Regions from separate parts of the Mus musculus genome. Here region 2 is linked to region 1. Evidence: chromatin contacts called from public promoter capture Hi-C data. All regions are on one chromosome and are shown on one strand. The core of a region is the stretch at or near the end of the contact, and the rest is flanking DNA. Distances in the headings are between cores, read along the strand shown.

Region 1 (6,353 bases), core at 2,129-4,628:
GGTCCTGAATTCAAACCCCAGCAACACATGGTGGCTTACATTCATCAGTAATGAGATTTGATGCCCTCTCTGGTATGTCTGAAGATAGCTACAGTGTACTTACAATAATAAATCTTTGGGCTAGAGCGAGCAGGGGGTGGGGGAGGGTGATGGGAGCAAGCGGACTGGAGCAAGCAGAGGTCCTGAATTCAATTCCCAGCAACCACAAGATGGCTCACAACCATCTGTACAGCTACAGTGTGCTCATATACATAAAACAAACAAATAAATCTTAAAGACCCTCATCAAATGTTGGTAGGATATATGTGACATCAAAACAGCTGTCAAGCCAGCTGGAGGTTTAGGCTACATATGGAATGCTAACTGGGGACAATAGGAGTCCAGGCATAGAGTCACTGGGGAAGGCTTTGGGGAGCCACAGAAGGTCCAACTGATGCTTAGAGAGGGAATGCTTCAGGCAGCAGTTGGAGGTGAGTGTTGTGCTGTACTTCTCAGCTGAGGGGCTAGAAGAGGATGAGTTTACTGAAGCACAGAGTTCTTGTTGGGTAGGAAGGATAGAGGCAAGGAGATAACTGCTCAGTGCCTAAACTGAATAGGAGAGGGGCTGGTATAAAGAAGGCGTCTCCCTAGTTCTTCTGATCAGTACTTTGTGTCCTCTCCTGGATGCTTGGAAAAGTGGGTCTGAGACCTTGCAAAGCTCATTGTAATTGGTACCTGCCTCATTCCATCAAGTAAATTGATATGACAGTTGACATGAGACCTTCTGGTGTCTTCTGGGATCATGATTCTTCCTGCTTTGGTGGAACGGGGCACGTTTCCTGGCGGTGTTTTGTGGACAAATGTCCACAAGAATAGCAAGGACTTCAGAGTGAGAACTTGGTGGTTTGGGTAGCACAGGACATGGGTGAAATAATGTTGTAGGTCTGAGATGGTCTGTTTTTACTTGGTAATTTTGTTTTAAAGCAAAACATTAAAATATATAGGCTATAAAAACCCTATAGGATGACCCTATTTTACAGAGAGTCTCAGTTGCAGAAGGAAGAAGTGCCAAGTAAGAATAGGCTTGAATCCTGACTTAAACAAACAGAAATATATCTTTATAAAATAAATTGGTGAAAATTGAATGTTGATTGAATAGTTGATGGTTACTCTGAGTGTGATATTGCAACTATTTCTAAGAAGAGAGTCCTCTGGCGAATTGAGAAACAAAGCCACAAACTTATCATTTGCCAAGGCGTACCTACCAGTTTAAGCCACAGTACTTCTGGAAGCAATTTCTCCACCCTCCTCCCTTCTTCCTGTTCTGTTTGCTTCCAAAGCTGTTCCCACTCACCTGACAGCTTGTCTTCAGAAAAGTTCTCAGCGTCTTTGATTGATTGCCAAAAAGTCACAGTCTGGGCAGAGTGTGGTGGGGCTCACTTTGAACCCCACTGCTTGAGGAATAGAGGCAGATGGACCTCTGAGTTTGGGGCCATCCTGCTCTCCATAGTGAGTGCCAGGTCAGCCAGGTCAGCCGGTGCTATATAGTGAGACCCTGTCTCAACCCCCCCCCCAAAAAAAACCCAAAACAAAGGACAAGCTGTTGCTGGGTTTGCTATTTAATGAACTGCAGGTCTAAGGCAGTTAGTTGTGAGGACAATAGTTGCTGGCTTAGCTTTGTTTTTTTCATAACTCATGTGACATTTGAGCATCTGTATTGGAATCTGTCCCTTCTCCCCTTTCTATCTCTCCCTCCCTCCTCCTCTCCTCCTCCATCTCTCTCTTTTGACAGGGCCTCTGTGTAATCCTGACGGTTCTGGAGTTTGCTGTGTAGTCCCAGGCTGGCCCCAAACTCACAGAGATCTTCCTGCCTCTGATTCCTGATTGATGGGATCAAAGGCACGCAATACCATGCCTGGAACCGCAACTGCCTTCTCTTGACAAGGTCTTATGGAGCTCAGGCTAACCTTGAACGTGCTGTATAACTGAGGAGGATCTTGAATTTCGGAGTCTCTCTACCTCCAGTGCTGGGATTGCAGGCTTGTGCCACTCTGCCTGTTTTCTGTGGTGCCCAGGATCAAATCCAATTCTTTGAGCCAGGGAAGCAGTTAACCAAGTGGGCTACACCCCCAGCCAAGAATTGGCTATTTGAAAGAGGGCTTGGATTCAGCTTGTCTCTGTTTGATTTTTCAGTTCGGATATTTGGGAGGGAATTTAGGTATTAGAGCTGACCAAAGTTACCTTGTTTAAAGTAGCCTTTAAAGTGGGCTTTTGTTTAAATTGCAGGGCTTTATAGAGCATGGAGAAGCTCAAAGATCAGTGTAACTGACACCTGTGTCCTCCCAGTGAGTGGAACTGGTTCTTGTTTTCAATGGTTTTAGACTTTAGGCACATCAAACTACTGCCATTTATTTCTATACATTCGATAGCCTTCTTAATGGAGACACGATTCAAGGATATCAAAGGCCAGAGGCTAGAAAGTGGCCGCCTGCAGTTTTAGTAGACAGTGCTGTCACAGCAGTGGAGATTTTAGGCACTGTGGGGCTTCTAGACACTTATTTCTTGAGATGCTGAGATGAGTGCAGACAGCATTTAGTTGCTAATGTTAGGGACCATTTTCTGCTCTTTAGTAAAAAAAGGTCTTCTATCAACTTACCAAGTACTGTACTTTTACATACACACCTTATATATGGCATCTTGTTTTAACAGTGTTCACAACCACTGTATGGGAGAACACTGAAGTTGATGTTTGGGAATCTGAGCTGTTCACACAGCCTTGCTCGTAACTTCTCTCTTAGTCTTTCTATGACACAACTTTCCTTGACTGTAAAGTGGGTACAGTAATACAAGCATAATGGGGGGACCTTTGACAGTTCAGCAAGAAATGTTCGAGTACCCCAAGTGAATGTTTGTTGCTGCTCAGTAAACAGTCCCTGAATCCAAAATGCCTAAAATCCTCATTGTCAAATTAAGCAGGTAAGGATTTTAGAGTCAACTCCAGCTCTCTCAGAATAGGTTTTAGTGATTTTTTTTGTTTAAATTTACAACCTTAATCTTGTTTTATTTCTTTCTAATTTTAAAAATTGTGGTACACAGATATTTGATTTTTATATGAAATCTCTTTATTGAATACCCTACATATTGGGTCCTACAATTTTAAAAAAAGTGTTTCCTTTTGTTCTGATTTTGTCTTGGCAATTGGCTTAGTTTATTTAACTTATAGAGTTTACATTTAGACAGATCCACTAGGATATGCAAGTGTGAAAAAGATTGGAGTTTGTAGACGTTCTTGTTTTAAGCTGTCAAAAAGGCCTTTGAAAAAGGCAAGAATGCTACTTCCTCTTCACAGTGTAAAACTGACTTTTTGAGGAAGTAAAAGCAAAACTGTTTGTTAGAACAGCCGTCATAAAACTGAAGTCATCGTGAAAAGTGTTATCATGACAGAATGCCTTAAAACTTAGGTGTAGAGTTACAGGCCTCGCATGGGTATTTACTGGGGTGAAAGCCCCCCCCCCCCCATAAGCGTGGGCTGGGGCGGGGGCGGGGGCGGGGGCTCAGTGCTAGAATGCACGACTGGCATTCATGAGGCCTGGGGTTCAATCCTTAGTCCTATGGGGGTGTGTGGTTAGAGGAAACCATTACAAAACAACAACAGAAAACACCAAATCCCAACCTATGAAGGTTTCTGAAGAAAATTGTTTAACAATATCAGGTGGAGGATAGAAAGGATACATTGTAAAATGTCATTTTAATTTAACTCGTTTTTTTTTTTTTTCTTTTAGAGTGACAGGACATTGCTTAAAAGAGGATGTAGGCCAAACATAATTGGATACATATGTGTGTTTTAATTTAAAACATACTTGATTCACCAGTAGAAATATAGGGCAAAATGTAGCAAGGTAATAGAAAAATGAAGACCAGAGCAAAACAGCAACAGCAGCAAAAACAGAACAAAGAAAGAGAAATGAGGGAGGGAAAGGACGCTAGGAGGAGAAAGACTTTTTAAAAAAACTGAACAAAGTAAGTGAGGTTGTGAACATCTATAGTTTCACTCTTTGAGAATATAAGGAAAGAGGATCAGGAGTTCAAGGCCAGCCTCGGCTACATAAGTTTAAGGCTAGCATGGGCTAAGTGAGACTAAGTTTCAAAAATTTAAAATGAAGATGAGGAAAAAGAGGAGACAGAAGAAAAAGAGACAGAGGAAAGGATCAGATAGGGACAGACAGGAAGTTGACTTTGTGGGTTTGTGCGGGGCGGAGCTAGGTAGGCAGTGATGCTCTTGAACTTCATGCTACACTGATGGTCTGGCTTCTTCTTGAAGCAATTAACACCAGCCAGTATGCTTCAGCTGCAGCCAAGCTTCCTAGGGTACTGACACTGACAGAGGAGGTTGTTAGTTAAGCCAAGTTGTAACCAGAGGCTGCAGCTTAGAGGGCTGGTGAGTTCTGTGGTCCAGCACAAGGTCTTGAGGATGGGTGTGGTAACTGCCAGAGAGAGATGATTTTGCATAGCAGGAAGGAAGTCTTGGGGCTCCTGTACCCAGGAATGGGTCCCCGTGACACCTCTGCTTTTAAGCATCCTCCTCTGTGTTGGTGAACTAAGTGCAAAGTCATTTTTAAAGATCACAGAGCTACCTTTTCATCCAACCTTTCCAGAGATTGAATATTATTATTATTATTATTATTATTATTATTTGACTCTGTTCCTACCATGAATTCCCTGTGAGACCCTGGCCAGTAATTTTATCTCCCTGTGTCTCAGTTTTCCCTTGGATGATACCAACAGGAAAGTGCCCAGTATTATTAAATATTGATCATGAAATCATTAGCTGATACAATCTAAGGTCACTGAACTGCCAGCAGGGGACAGCATGTCCTGTCTCACACAAAGGTCCATTTAGAGAAGTCCATTCCTGATCCCTGCTGATGGTAGGACTTTGGGGCTTATGAGACCAGACTGACTCCAGTTGAACTCTGTGGCTTTAACTCAAGGTAGGCCACTCTGGAGCAGGTACTATGGACTAGGGCTGTCAGTTGCTGATGGAGTCAAAACACCAATCACCAGTCAGCATCTGAAAGGAGTAGCCCTGCAAATGAGCCAGACTATCTCCCTGTCTAGACAATAAAGGCCATGGATTTGCAGTCCCAAGGCCACGTGATAGGAAGCCTGGAGTTCCCACTGCCTTAGCTGTGCTCCCAAAGCACCTGTGGAGCTAGTGATGGCCCCTGTCTCAGCAAATGACTCTGCCAGGTGCTGCTAAGCACTAAGATACATGTGTGATAGGTACTATTCTGTAGCAAACCTCAGTGGTGCCTGCCTGAGCCCTTCCATGTGTGGGTGCCAGGTAATGTCAGCCGATGTTGCATAGTGAAGAGGAGCCTATTTTGCTATAGCCTCGTGCTGTAGAAGCTAGGGGTAACATGCAGCACATATTAGCTGCGGCTTGGCAGATTCCTTTCCAGGCTGCTGTATCTTTAAGACTGGCTTTGTGCCCACTCTCAGAATAGTTAGAGACCAGACCTAGGACATTAGTCTCAGGGGTACAGAGGAGGAGGAAACAGCTTGCGCCATGAAGTACTAGCCTACCGCAGGAGCAGGGTAGGGCAGGAGGGGATGGGTTACTGTTTCCTGCAATGGCTGTCTTCTTTGCAGCAGTGACCAGAATCCAGATGTGACCAAGGCCACTTGGTCTCTGATGACTTTGACTTAAAAGATTCCCCTCTGAGCACCAGCCGCTCTCACACAGAGCAGTCAGTGGATTTGGATTTTTTTTTTTTTTTAAGAATAAAAGATTCTCAAAATTCTTCAGCCACCAGTGAAGTGATTAGACAGAATAAAAACTTCTTTAGGAGGGAGTGGGGAGAAATGCAATTCTTGGTTTACATGGGCTTTAGCCATCTACAACTCAGGGTTAGTAGACTTTTGCTTACTGGCCGAATCCAGCCAACTACCTGCATTTAAATGCCTATGAGCTAAGAATAATCATTATGTTATAAAATAGTTGAAAAGGATAAAAAATTGTATTTTACAACACTCAGAATTTTTAATAAAATTTACATTTTCGTGTCCATAATTAGACTGTGTTGGAGCATACCTTCCCTGGTCTGTTTGCTTGCACTGTTGGTGGCACTGTGAAGTGACACAGTGGAGCTGAGGAGTCGCAACAGAGACTGTAGGGCCAGCAAGGGTGAAAAGATTGGTACATAGCCCTTGCAAAGAGAGCTCTGGGGGCCTGTGTGCCACCTCAGAGCAGGTTCAGGACCACTATGCAGAAGGCAGGTGTTATGCCGTTACCTGGGCTGCACTTTGATGCAGGTTTAGCTAGATTGTGATGGGAACTGTTGCTGTTCGCTCTCTCCAGGAGAAAGTAGACT
Region 2 (6,353 bases), core at 1,621-4,120, 300 kb before region 1:
ACGTTTCCCCTGGGATTCTTGGGATTGAAGCTATGCTTTCTTTAACAAGCAAAACGGGGTCTGAAGGACCTTTTGGGTTGAGTACATAGTTCAGTGGCACAGCACCTGTGCAAGGCCCTGCGTTAGCTCCACAAGAAAACTGTTGTCTTAGTTACTGTTCTAACTTAGGTGTTGTGAAGAGACACCATGACCAAGGCAACTCTTTAAAAGAGAAACCATTTAATTAGGGAGTTGCTTACGATTATCACGTGATGGAACACAGGCAGTGGCAGTGCTGGGGCTGGAGCTGCAGGCGGAAGGCAGAAGAAGAAACACTGCCCTCTGGCAGTGACACCCCTACACCAACAAAGCCACACCTAATCCTTCCTAGGTGATCAACTGAAGACTAAGCATGCAAATGTGTTAGCCTAGGAGGGCCATGGGCATTCAAACCAGCACAGCTGCTTTGAGTCTCTGCAATGAAGAATGAAAATGGCCATAATGTTGCCTCAAATTAATATATTAAAGAGTCTTGCACAATTCTTCATCTTTATAAAAACTGTCTTAGGGACTTCTGGCTGGGAGAGGTACGGTGAATACTGGCCTTGCAAGCTTTGAGGTTGAGTTCAATCCCAGAACACATAAAGGGTGGAAGGAGCCAGCCCCACAGAGCTGTCCTCAGACCCTACACACACACTCACACACACACACATACACACACACACACTCATACAGACACACAATAAAGTGATACAATTTTTATCTCAAAATTGTGTTTCCTCTTCACAGTGGTGGGTGAACAGCAATCTTACTACGTAAAGGCTAAAGAAAATCATAAGAGGGGAAAGGGTGAGAGAACAGGAAAATGGGAAAAGGAGGGGAGAAGAGAGAGCAGGCCTTTACATTTTCAGATGGTGGACTAGGGGTGCATCAGTCAATCGAGTGCTTGCCTAGCATGTGGGAAGCATTGGGCTCATTTTCTGGTACCACAGAAACCAGATATAGGCTCACACGCCTGTCATCCTAGCATTCAGGAGGGTCAAAAAATAAAGTCATTCTCTACTACATATTAGGTTTGAGACCTGTCTGAGACACTTAAGTTATCTAAGTATTAAAAAAAAAAAAAAAAAAGCTGGGTGATGTTGGTGTATGCCTTTAGTCCCAGCACTCAGGAGGCAGAGGGAGGCAAGCTCTCTGAGTGTCAAGACCAGCCTGGTCTACAGAGCAAGTACCACAACAGCCAAGGCTACACAGAAAAAGCCTGTTCTAGGGCCGGTGGTTTGGCGGGGAAGGGGGGAGCGAGCAGAAGTTTTGGAGGTTTTGTTGTTCACTGCTAAAGATCAAATCCAAGATCTCGCACATTCTAGGCAGGTACTCTACCACTGAGCCATGTCCCCAGCCCCTTCAGTCTGGTTTATTAGAAGCAGTAACTACCTATGCATACACACACACTCACACACACATACATACTCATTCACACACACAATCCACACACAGAATCCACACACACATGCACAGGCACACAAGAGTGTGTATGGACTTCAGCCTTTACTAGAATATAAATGTTTCCATTCCAAACATTATTAAGCACTTTCATTTTTACACTTTTGACATTTTTATGCTGTAGTAATGCTATGTCTTGATTACAAATTCCATCAACTGTGTATAAATGCCCTTCCTGCTTTTGGTGTTAGATAGGCTCAGCAGTGGCTACAACCTGGCAAAAGTTAGAGCTCAGTAAAGACAAAGAGGGAGAGACAGACGTGTTGCTCTGCATTTAAATAGGATTGTCGTGCTCCTGTGCTTACTTGTGCTCCTGCCCAACAGCAGTCTCCTTAAATTAGGAATTCAAATCCCTGGAAGCTTAAATTAAGGAAATACAAGGTAACAGAAATCTCTGTGTGTCTGCAGCACTCTGAGATAAGCATCAGGAATGAAGGAACAAAGTGATGGCCTTGACCTTGCTTTTGAGCCGCTCAAGGCTTTCCTATGGACATAGCTGGAAAGCAGCAGCTTGCCTCTGACCATGCCTGTTCTCCTTGCAGCCCCAAGCATTCTGCAGCAGGCGGACAAAGGCGCGCAAGGCTTGTGATGGAGGAGTGTCCACTAACTTGTGAGGCACAAGCAAACGACGCTGCAAAGGAACTCATGGACAAGGTACTGCGTCGAAGGAACTGAGAGTGCCTTCCTGGGGCAGCTAAGAAACAGTTTCCTTTCTTACCTGAAAACCACCGGGAAGCCAGGCATGGTAGCACAGGCCTGTAATCCTGGGGCTGTGCAAGGGGAGGGGCGATGAGTGCAAGGCTATCCTCAGCTACAACACGAGTTCAAAGCCAGCCTGGGCTACATCATGAGCTCCAGGCAGTCTGGGCTACAGAGGAGGATCCAGAAGATTAAGAAACCAATGGTGCCATATTCCACGGAATTCAAAATGTTGAGCCTGTGAGCCATTACTAAACTGCATTAGCCAGGACCCTATGGAGGAAGAGCATGAGAGTGAGTGCACTGAAGGGCTTGTCCGGTTGGTTTATGTAGCAGTCTAAGGAGGAGAGCAGTGGCCCCCTTCACACTGGGGCTGCCTTATACCCTGAAGCAGCTCCTTCCAAAGACCGGATGCCTAACCAGTCTCAGCTGGATGCTGAAGGCCTGGAAGATTCTGGAAAACCACTAGTCTTCAGTCCCTTTTTGAAGGCTGAAGAAACTGGGCTTTAATGTCAGACAAAACTAGCAGCAGCAATTTGCTGCCAGCATGGTGGACTGAAGCAGCACAGGAGGGCAAGAGGGCAGAAGGCCAAAAAAAAAAAAAAGCTTTGTGCCTCCCGCTTCCTTTAGCGGGGCTGCCACCAGAAGCACCGCCCACCTTTAGGGTGGGTCTTCTCACTTGGGTTAATCTGAGCAGGAAAAGGCTTCACAGGTGCGCCATCAACTTGGCTGTTAATCGGTTCCAGATCCTGTCAAAGTGACAACCAAGAATAGACAGGATCATAACCAAGCGCCAGGAGAGCAGACCAGAGGGAGCAAAAGGAAGTTCGGCTGCACAGAAGTTTAACCGCAAATGTAGCAATAGGGTATGGCAAGCATACGTGTATTTTAGTCACTGCTTAGGGGAGCAGGTCTGTGGAAAGTAAATTCCAAAAGTTTCAGATGAAATAAAAAGATTTTCTTTTTTTAAAATATGAAAAAAAACCAAAAAAGTAGACACATTCAGTTGTGAATGGAGGTGTTAGCAAAAAAATTATTTTATTTTTTTAAGAAAAAATAACTTGAAAAGAGATGGAGGGAAAATTACAATAATGTATACTTTGAAAGCTGCATAAATTAAAAAACTGAACACTAAATGTAGATTGACCAAACCAGGGAAGATCTATATGTCCATAAATATTCTAAATTGATAGAATTTTTTGTTGAAAGTTTTTAGTCACATTGACATTCTTATAAGTCCTTTTCTTGTTGTTGTTGTTGTTGTTATCGTCGTCATTGTCTTTGGTTTTGTGGGGTTTTCGTTTGTTTTGTTTTTTAAAACAGTTTCACTATGTAGCCTTAGCTGTTGTGGTTCTCACCCCTCCTAATGCTGCAGTTCCTTAATACAGTCCCTCATGTTATGATGCCCCCAACCAGAAAATTATTTCATTGCTACTTCAAAACTGTAATTTTGCTACTGCTATGACTCATATAAATATTTTTAGAGATAGAGGTGTGCCAAAGGAGATGCACAGGTTGATTTTTTTTTTTTTTAGACCAAACTGGCCTTGAACTCACAGGGATCAGCCTAGCAGTGCCTCTGAGTGCTGGAATTAAATCAGAGCAGCACACCCAGGTGGCCTTTATTTAATTTAAATATATGGTGTCAAGGACCCACTCCGCTTTTTTTCAGGTAAAGATTGTGAGACTGGAGTGAGGCATGCAGACTCACATCTTCCGACCTTTGAGCACTTAGGATGCTGAGGGCAGGGGGACCCTGGCTTCCAGAGCAGCCTGAGTTACAAAGAGAAAAAGGAAAGGTGGAGTGTTTCTGTTGCTGCCTTCAGGCGGTGACCTCACTTGTGGAGGATCACCTGTGGACTGCGACTCACACTAACAGCTGTTAACCAGGTCTCTTCCAGTTTAGGTACAGGTTACCATTCAGCTGAGGGGGAAGGAAAAACCCAGGCTTTACAGAGTGCACAAGCTGCTCTCTGCTACTATTCTGGTTTTTATTTGTTATTTTTCCTTTCTGGGAATAAATCCACTCCAGACAGTTTCTTTTGAAAACAAAAATGTAGCTACTAAGTGAGTCTTGATAGAGAACCACCAGGGTGCTTGTTTTGAATCTAACTTCCTGGACACCGTTGAAGACCTACTGAAACAGGAAAGCCTGCTGTTGCAGCCCCTAGAGTAGTGGGGTTCTTCTCTAAGAGAAAAGCTTCAGGAAGCATGCATGTGAGATAGGCCATCATTGCCCCGGGCATGCACAAGAGCAATGCCAAAGATTATTTTTGAACAGCCACTTTGTGTGACGACTTGATTGTTGAACAGCTAAACAGTTAAAGTCAAGCTTTAACAACATATTAATGTCTCCTCTATTTTTAGTCTGTGTCCTTGTCTGTGGTACTGAGGGCTGAACATGCACGCCTCCTGCATGCTGGCACTCTACTCTGGGCTAGATCCCACCCCTGACCATTCTGTTTAATATTCAGTTTGCATTTTTTTTTCAGGATTTTAAAGCACCCCATTAAAAAATATCAGTCCTCCAAGGCAGGCAAGACAGACCAAGATGTAAGGCGTGGCTCCCAGAGCTGATGACTAGAGTTCAGTCTCTGGAACTCAGGGCTTAGAAGAGGAGAACTAACTCCTACAAGCTGTCCCTTGAGCAGTACATGTGCATCACACCATGACACATACATGTGCACATGGGCACGCACAAGCACACAGAGATGGATGGATGGATGGATGGATGGATGGATGATAGATGGATGGATGGATGATAGATAGATGGTTGGATGATGGATGGATGGATGAATAGATAGATGTAACTAAAATTATCCATCCTCCAAGTAAAAATGGAAAAGACATCAATATATTTGTTCACAGACTTCCAGGGAAAACGAAGCATATGTTAGAGTAAGAAAGAAAGGTTTATTTGAATGTCTCCACTGAACCCAATACCTAGAGAGGACACTGACTAGAAATTTACCCTTCCTACTTCCAGAACACCAAGCCCTCTCTTACCTCCCTCTTTTCTCCCAGTGCACCTGGGAGAGGGAAACTGTGGTTACATATAAGTACCCACACAGTGTGAACTCTCGGAATGTAACTCTTAGGACTGAGGCCAGGGTGGCATAGTCGGGGCGCTGGCTCCTGGCAGCCTCCACTTCCGAGCTGGCTCCCAGAAGCTCCTTCAACTGCGTTGCTCTGCAGTTTGTTCAGTTCTCCCTGCCTTTGAAAATCCCATTTCATTCTGTCTGGGTTTCCATGTAAGTCCGGGGCAACACTTCAAACTTTTAGTGTAGATGTCCACATCAGTGACCATGAAAAACCAACACTGCTGAGTCAGACACAGCAGTGCATGCCTCTGATCCCTGCGCTCCGGAGGCCGAGGCCAGCCTGGGGTACAGAGGGAGTTCCAGGACAGCCAGGGCTACACAAGAGAAACCCTGTCTCAAAAAAACAAACAAAAACAAAGGCTTCTTCATTTTTGCTTTAAATAAGCAAAATTTGTAAATTAAATATGAGTATTTACAAAGGGAGGGAAGAAGACACAGCCTTTGCCCTGGGGAGTACTGCCAGCTGAACACAGGAGAAGAACGATGCCACCCTTAGGTCCTGGGCATTGTGAGCTTAGAGGAGTTGAGATGATAATATCACAAGCATGAGAATGGAGATCACTATTACTAAGATCCCACATTGTTTCGCCACTTAGACGCTCCCTGCTTCAGAGACTGTTGACTGACTGACAGGCTACATCTAACTCTGTATTTGGCCCAGGGCAGTGGCAGACATCAGGCAAGGGCAGACTAGAAAGCTTCATTACAGATGCAATGAACTGGACTCATGCTTTATATGTGAATATTCATAAGAACTGATCTTCTAACATCTTTCAGAATCAACATCAAATAGTGCTGTATGTTTTTTGCTTTTCAATTAATGCATTCTTTAATAGTGAGGTTATATTTGTTTCAGTTATTTTGGGAGTGTTCTGGAATAGTCTTTAATTTTGCTCCAACTGGAAAGATCATTGTTAATAGCCTCCAAAACCCATGCTATAAAATTACTAGGTCTTGCCAAATGTGGCAGAATTGCAGGGGAAAATACAGTCCTGTTTTTATCATTTTTTTAAAGATTTATTTATTTATTATATGTAAGTACACTGTAGCTGTCTTCAGACACTCCAGAAG

What was found. Promoter capture Hi-C pulls out the DNA fragments that hold promoters and counts their contacts.
Region 2: a contact with region 1 is called in a promoter capture Hi-C map of pre-B cells, with 4 times the contacts expected there. The contact joins two enhancer-like sites. A contact is called at or near these places in 5 of 39 promoter capture datasets (hippocampal neurons, liver, pre-B cells and 1 more) and 1 of 15 datasets of contacts at CTCF or cohesin (the NIH/3T3 cell line).

The regions. Positions count from the first base shown.
Region 1 is chr1:54,911,651-54,918,003 of GRCm38.p6, reverse strand. All of the region lies in intron 1 of Ankrd44 (ankyrin repeat domain 44), which reads left to right. Among named protein-coding and RNA genes, the nearest start is that of Ankrd44, 12 kb to the left of the region's middle. Within about 2 kb of position 3,378, at least 136 of the 459 cell types and tissues checked have an H3K27ac peak or open chromatin away from gene starts, as enhancers often do. A contact at or near this core is called in pre-B cells, where this site is marked.
Region 2 is chr1:55,206,933-55,213,285 of GRCm38.p6, reverse strand. Rftn2 (raftlin family member 2) reads left to right here. Exons shown (of 9, transcript NM_028713.1): 3 at 2,025-2,136. Gm51743 (a long non-coding RNA gene) reads right to left here. Exons shown (of 3, transcript XR_003948664.1): 3 at 2,130-2,454. Among named protein-coding and RNA genes, the nearest start is that of Gm51743, 8.1 kb to the right of the region's middle. Within about 2 kb of position 2,870, at least 119 of the 459 cell types and tissues checked have an H3K27ac peak or open chromatin away from gene starts, as enhancers often do. A contact at or near this core is called in pre-B cells, where this site is marked.